2 separate regions of the Mus musculus genome follow, and region 2 is linked to region 1. Evidence: chromatin contacts called from public HiChIP or PLAC-seq data. All regions are on one chromosome and are shown on one strand. Each heading gives the region's core, a stretch centred on a gene start, on an enhancer-like site or on the middle of the called end of the contact. The rest is flanking DNA. Distances are from core to core; before and after follow the strand shown.

Region 1 (3,136 bases), core at 450-2,949:
ACACTCTCTCCCTCTTAAGATTACCAAATACTGCCCATAATTCACTTACATTTCTTCCAACAGTCCTCCTCTCCCCACAAGGGCTCAGTAGGCAAAGCCAGTTTCGTCCCAGGATTGTCTAGTACTGACAGGGCACAGCCATTCTCTGATAAGTAAAGTTCTCCATACCCCTTACACCCAGAGGTTGGTGGTCACCTATTTAGATTTGACCCCTCTTGACCCACATTGAGCTTGGGATATCACACAATATGTGCAACGCCAAACTCTATAGAAACTGATTGAAGACTCGTATCCCTTTGGTTCTGTAAATAGTTGGCAGTCACTGACAAGAAATGATGTGGTATAACCGTCAGGTAATCTTGAGTACAGTGGCCTTTGCAGTCTGCTTAGGAATGCTAAAACCTACCCTAGACTAAAGTGGGAACATGAGCTCATAGAATGTGCTTTTCCTGATCTAGTGACATCATTGAATTAAAAAACGAATATATTTCCAGATGATTGCCTAACTAAAGGGAGTGTGGAGAAAGCTTCATTTCCTTCCCCGTTCTTCAGTTTCTACAAGCAAAAGAGAAACGAAGACTGTGAATTCCCTCTACATGGAGCAGATATTGATTGATTTCTATCAACAGAAGCTTTTGGGCACACATTTCTAAAGAGCTCAAGTCATTTGAACCAGCAAAGTGCATCCTCGGTGGGCTGACCTAAGTCAATCCTTAAAAAAAAAAATCATAGTTTTAATGACAAATCACTCAACCTTTAGAATAAATTGAGGCTCCCAGCTGGTAAGACAGTGCCTGACAGAGCTGAAGCTGTGGTGTGCAGAAGCTAAGGCGTTTACGGAGAAGAGCTCTGCAGCTGGGGTTCGTTTTGTTTTACCTTGGATCGTTGCTTTGTAGTTCCTCAAGTGAGAGTAGCAGAAGAGTGTTTCCTGCAGCCTAGCGCCTCTGGTGTGGAAGCCAGGGCTGCGTCTGTCTGTCTGGTTCTTGGGCTGTGAGTAGAAGAGGGGAGACAGTAGAATGAGAGAGACACACAAAGGGAGGGAAACCAGGCCGTTTACAATATTTATGCTGGTTATCTGACTTAATGATGTTTTAAAGTATTGGCTTTAGTAGAAAATACTATTAGTATTGATTTTATATGTTCTTTTTCTCTTGTTTTAAACGTGTCTACCAGAACACTGAAACTCCATAGGCCAGCCACTCGCCTTCCGTTTCTAGCATAGAGTGCTGCTCAAGGCAGAAACTTCCAGGAAGGACTTATTAAACCTTATGTTGTTCACAAATAACTCAATTTCTTCCTTAAAATGCACTAGCCTAGGATTTCATCCCATCAAATAGTAAACAACAAGGTTGATTTCTATCCGTATAAATAAGAAAAAGTAGAAAGGCAAAGAACCAAGTGGGCAAGGTTGAATTTCTGGGTATTAATTTTAATATGTGATTTTAAAAGCACACCACACAGACACCCCAGCTTTGAGCTTTGGGTAGAAGATTGATAGCAGACTAAAATTGATCCTTTGCCCATCAACATGACAGGCGCGATAATGGATAGATTACCCATATCAGCTAATCAGAATGCAGCCCCATGGCCACCACGGAGCAGATGTTTCCTTTTGTGTCATGTTGATAGAGAAATGGACAAGGGACATTTAAAATTCATTGTGGGGAGACTCTATATTATAATGAATCTCATTAATAGTGATTAAGTTTTTTTTTTACTCCCCCGCTACTGTGGTTAATACCCTCCCTTTTGTAGGTCAGAAGGGCTGAGGTAGTCAGCTTGCCAGCAGCTGGTATCACCGTTTTGTGTCTCAGAAGGTTTCTTATGCTTTAAAGCAACTTCTAAACTAAAAATGTTCATTTCCTTATAAACTGGCCAAATTCACATGACAGAGGTTTTAAATGACGAGTGCAAATGGAGAAATGTCCAGCTTTGCCAAGGTCTCTATGACTTTTAATTGCTATTGCAGGCAGGTGGCAGCTGACATAACCACCTTGTTTACTTGACTAGAAAATTCTTCTGGGGGCGGGAGCAAGCAGGGGCCAGAGTGAGTGGGGCCAGAGTGAGCAGGGCAGAGCGAGAGAGAGAAAAAGAAAGAAAGAAAGAAAGAAAGAAAGAAAGAAAGAAAGAAAGAAAGAAAGAAAGAAAGAAAGGAAGGAAGGAAGGAAGGAAGGAAGGAAGGAAGGGGAAGAAAGAAAGAGAGAGTGAGGGAGGGAGGGAGGGAGGGAGGGAGGAAGGAAGGAAGGAAGGAAGGAAGGAAGGAAGGAAGGAAGGAAGGGAGGAAAAGGAAGGAAGGAAGAAAGGGAGGGAGGGAGGGAGGAAGGAAGGAAGGAAGGAAGGAAGGAAGGAAGGAAGGGAGGAAGGAAGGAAGGAAAAGGAAGGAAGGAAGGAAGGAAGGAAGGAAGGAAGGAAGGAAGGGAGGGAGGGAGGGAGGGAGGGAGGAAGAAAGGAAGGAGGGAAGGAAGGAAGGGAGGGAGGGAGGGAGGGAGGGAGGGAGGAAGAAAGGAAGGAAGGAAGGAAGGAAGGAAGGAGAGAGGGAGGGAGGGAGAGAGAAAGGAAGGAAGGAAGGAAGGAAGGGGGGAAGGAAGGAAGGAAGGAAGGAAGGAAAAGAAAGAAAGGAAGAAAGAGGAAAGGAAGGAAGGGAGAGAGAGGGAGGGAGGGAGGGAGAAAGGAAGGAAGAAAGAAAAAGAAAAGAAAATTCTTCTGGAATTTATGGTGGAAAATCACGACCCCAGTCCAGGGACAAGGCCTGGATGTTCATTTGTGTTTATAGATAAGGTGATGGATTCTTGCAGGGTGTGGGGCGCAGAGCGTGGAATCTGATGGTTCTTTGCCTCTCTCTATTCACGGGTTTAGACTTTGTTCCTGTGATGCAGAGGTCTGGGACCTGCCAAGTGAAGCCCTGCCTCATGTGGGGACTCCTGCACTGGCACCCTGATCGGAACTGAGGAGAGCCCACTATTACAGCAGGGTTTCTGCTACATTAACCCGGGCAGCCCTGCCCTTCCCGAGCACCACAGCCTCTGTGACATCGAAATCACTCGCACAACTCTTGAATGTTAATGCCAACCTAATTATATATTTTGGCTTCCGCTTTGGCGATAGGCTGTACTTAAGTAAAATTTAGCACCATCTT
Region 2 (3,136 bases), core at 291-2,790, 300 kb after region 1:
CCCTGAAGGGGGTGCTGGCACGGCTGCTCCGGAAGGGGGCAAGGCCGCTGCCAAGCGTGGCTGCAGGATCTGCTTGGGAGCAGACACGCTTGTGGGGCTCATGGGCATGTAGTCATCGCTCTTGCAGCTATTGGGACCACCACTCCTAAGGGCTGCCCCAGGGGTCATGGGCATGTAGCCATCATCTGCCCCCAGGTTACTGCTGGAACTCTTGTGAGAACCAATCTCAATGTCTCCATAGTCCTCTGGGTAAGGGTTGTAGGCCACTTTGGGAGAGGACGCAGGGAAGGATGGGCAGAGGCGACCTGAACTACCAGAGAAGGTGGCCCTCATGAGAGTGTATTCATCTAGAGAGGCAGAGGAAGGCTGAGGTACCTGCCGCTGCCTGGCAGGCGTGGTTAGGGAATAAGTCCTCTTCCTCAGTCCTCTATCCAGGTCCTGGGCCCCATCCCCTGAGACCCTACGGTAAGGGCGGCCACAGTGGCTCAGGGGTCTATCCATGCTCATGTACCCATAGAGTTCGCCCCCACTGCCATCTCTGGCTGGCGGGGTCTCCGCTATTGACTCGGGTGTGTTGCTCCTGTGGCTACTGAAGGCTCTCAGGTCGCCAGGGCTGGAGCCATACTCGTCAAGGGACATGAAACCCGGGTCGCTGGGGGAGCCCGAGGCGGAGGCACTACCGCTGGACGGACGCTGGCCTTGGGGGTGATGCAGTGGATGAGGCAGGTGCGGGTGGGAGCCAGGTGGCAGCGGGTAGGAGCCCGAGCCGTGCCCACTGCTGGAGGACAGGCTGCCTGGGCTGGTGGCTGCAGGAGGTGAGTGCGCCACGGGCATGGACATGGAGCGGCTGTGTTGCAGGGCTCCCCCTGCCGGCGCCAGAGTCACTTTGCTCGGGCGGCCTCCGCAGCCGGCGCTCAGGGTGTGCGAGCGGCTAAGGGGCGCGCGCACCGGCCCGGGACTCAGGGGGCTCCCTGCCACCGACATCGGCCTGCCTCCTGCCGTCCCGGCCCCGCCTGCCGCGCCGCCGTCGCCCTCGCTGGCCGTACGAACCCGGCACGAAGTGCACTTGGCTGCTGGGGGGGTGGCCGCCAGGCTGTCAGTGCGCGAGCGGCGCACCAGGCCGGTCTGGCTAGGGGGTAGGTTGACTAGGTGGTGGTGGCGGCGCGCGCCCGGCACGCTGATGGGATGCGTGGCTGACGACCCGGACGACTGACTCTTGCTGCGAGGCCGGAACTCGAAGAGCTCTTTGAGTGCCTTCATAGCTTCTAGGATGGTCTCATGGATGTTCTGCGCCACCACCGAGTCGTCGGCTTGCATCCACAGCTCCCCGGGACCGGTGACGGCCGAACGGCCCACCTCGATGAAGAAGAAGCTGTCCGAGTGGCCGCAGCGGCGAATGTTCATAAGCTGCAGCGTCACCGACGGCTGTTCGCAATTGAGCTTCACGAAGCCGATGGTGCGCGCAGACAGGCATAGGCGGTATACACCAGTCAGGTTCTTGCTCTGGCCCAGTCCCTTAGGTTTCAGGTTCACCTGCCACACCTCGCGGTAGACGGCCGTGGCGGGTGTCACGAGCCCGTAGTTGTCATCGCAGCCAGCGGCGCCCGCTGAGCCGCCCAGGACGCCCGGGAGAGAGGCGCTGCAAGAGCCTCCGGTGGTGCCCGAGCCCCCCTCGCCAGAGCGGCCTTCGCTGACCAAGTCGGTGAGTGCGCGGTACCAGCCCTCCTGCTCCTGCTCGTTCTCCGCCGCTACAGCGAAGTACTCGTCCTTGGTGTAGAGGGCGATCAGGTACTTGTGCTTGGCGTCCGCGCGCTTGTTGATGTTCAGACAGCAGTCGAGCGCGATCACTCGCTTCGGCGCGCCCGCCTTGCTCCTCCACTTCTTCTCGCTCTCGTAGTACTCCAGCCGCGGAGGCTGCGGCGGCGACCCCCCAGCCGCGGATGCCTCGTCGCCGCCCGTGCCGGGGCCGCGCAACACGAAAAAGCGCTTGTGGCCGTGCTTCTGCTTGCGCAGGTAGCCGCACTTGCGCACGCTGTGGTTGTTGTTGTTGTTGTTGTTATTGAGGTTCGGGCCGTCCCCGCCCGCCGACGCGGGGGGCCCAGGCAGGGGCGCGCTAGCCATCGCCGCCGCTTCAGGTCTCTCTGCCCGGCTGGGCGAACAGGGGATGGCGAGGGCCGAGGGGCGCGGGCGGGGGCGGCTCCCCGCCACCCGTCGCCCGGCCGCCCGGCCACGCGCGCGCGTCCCCCGGGCCCAGGCGGTGGGCTAGGAGGCGCGCGCGGCTCGGTGGCGCAGGGCCCTCCGCCGCTCCGAAGGATGCTCGGTGCGGGCGATGGCCACCCCCCCGCTTCGACTGTCCGCTGCCGCTGCTTCCCGGGCTCTCGGGCGGCGCCCGGGGACTGGCTGGCTGGGTCGAGAGTCGGGGTCCCCGAGTCGCGGGGCCGAGCTTAGAACGCGCGCGGCCCGTCTGCTGCCACCGTTCTGCACTGCGCGACGACGGTCTGCGTCCGGACACTCGGGGCCCACACTGCCACTGGGGCCGCTGCTGCCGTTGCTGCCGCTGCTGCTGCTGCCACCAACGACGACCCGGGCTTGTCGCGGTCCCCGCCGCACAGTGAGTAACACATCGCGCACCGAGTGACTGAACTAAGAGCAAAACAACACGTGACTCTGCGTTACGCAGGCACACTCGCGCGGACGCCCCGCCCCGCAGCCCTGCATTGGCGCCGCGTTCCCCGACGGACAGCGAGACGGACCAATGAGCGTGAGGCACGGGGGGGGGGGGGAGGCGGACCGACACCGGGCTGCGTTTCCCGCCGTCCCCTCCCTCCCCCTCTCCGAGGCCGGGCCGGGGCTCGGCGGGGGCCGGGCCGGGCTCATTAATCAGGGGCTCGTTGTGGATGCGGGCGGGGGCGATGCCACCCAAGGCGGGAAGCCCGCCGTGGAGAAGGCGGGTGCGGGGTTTGTGCTCCCGCCTCGCGTCCCACTAACTGGCCCCAGGCTTCCGCCGCGGAGGGGGAACGGGGGCGGGAGGTCGGATCTGGTGCGGGGCGGCGGTCGGACCCCAGCAGCCGGGGTGGGCGCGCGGCGCAGGGCGGTGCCCGCTGTGGGTGGCAGGCGCGCGGCCCGGCTTGTTTAC

Evidence for each region. HiChIP or PLAC-seq counts read pairs in DNA pulled down with a chosen protein or histone mark.
Region 2: an H3K4me3 HiChIP or PLAC-seq map of bone marrow-derived macrophages shows a contact between it and region 1, with 7 times the contacts expected there. The contact joins the promoter of 9530052E02Rik here to the enhancer-like site in region 1. A contact is called at or near these places in 9 of 39 promoter capture datasets (the 3T3-L1 cell line, the C10 cell line, the HPC-7 cell line and 4 more), 1 of 15 datasets of contacts at CTCF or cohesin (large pre-B cells), 8 of 484 Hi-C or Micro-C datasets (the G1E-ER4 cell line, bone marrow-derived macrophages, cerebral cortex and 2 more), 22 of 115 datasets of contacts at active chromatin or transcription factors (T-cell acute lymphoblastic leukemia, astrocytes, bone marrow-derived macrophages and 17 more) and 2 of 9 other capture datasets (adipose tissue and embryonic stem cells).

Annotation. Positions count from the first base shown.
Region 1 is chr8:10,710,767-10,713,902 of GRCm38.p6, forward strand. No RefSeq gene overlaps it. Among named protein-coding and RNA genes, the nearest start is that of Gm39129, 27 kb to the right of the region's middle. Within about 2 kb of position 1,700, at least 11 of the 459 cell types and tissues checked have an H3K27ac peak or open chromatin away from gene starts, as enhancers often do. A contact at or near this core is called in the G1E-ER4 cell line, bone marrow-derived macrophages and microglia, where this site is marked.
Region 2 is chr8:11,006,310-11,009,445 of GRCm38.p6, forward strand. It overlaps 9530052E02Rik (RIKEN cDNA 9530052E02 gene), which reads left to right and starts at 1,541. Exons shown (of 5, transcript NR_046017.1): 1 at 1,541-1,702. Irs2 (insulin receptor substrate 2) reads right to left here and starts at 2,620. Exons shown (of 2, transcript NM_001081212.2): 1 at 1-2,620. The coding sequence starts at 2,121.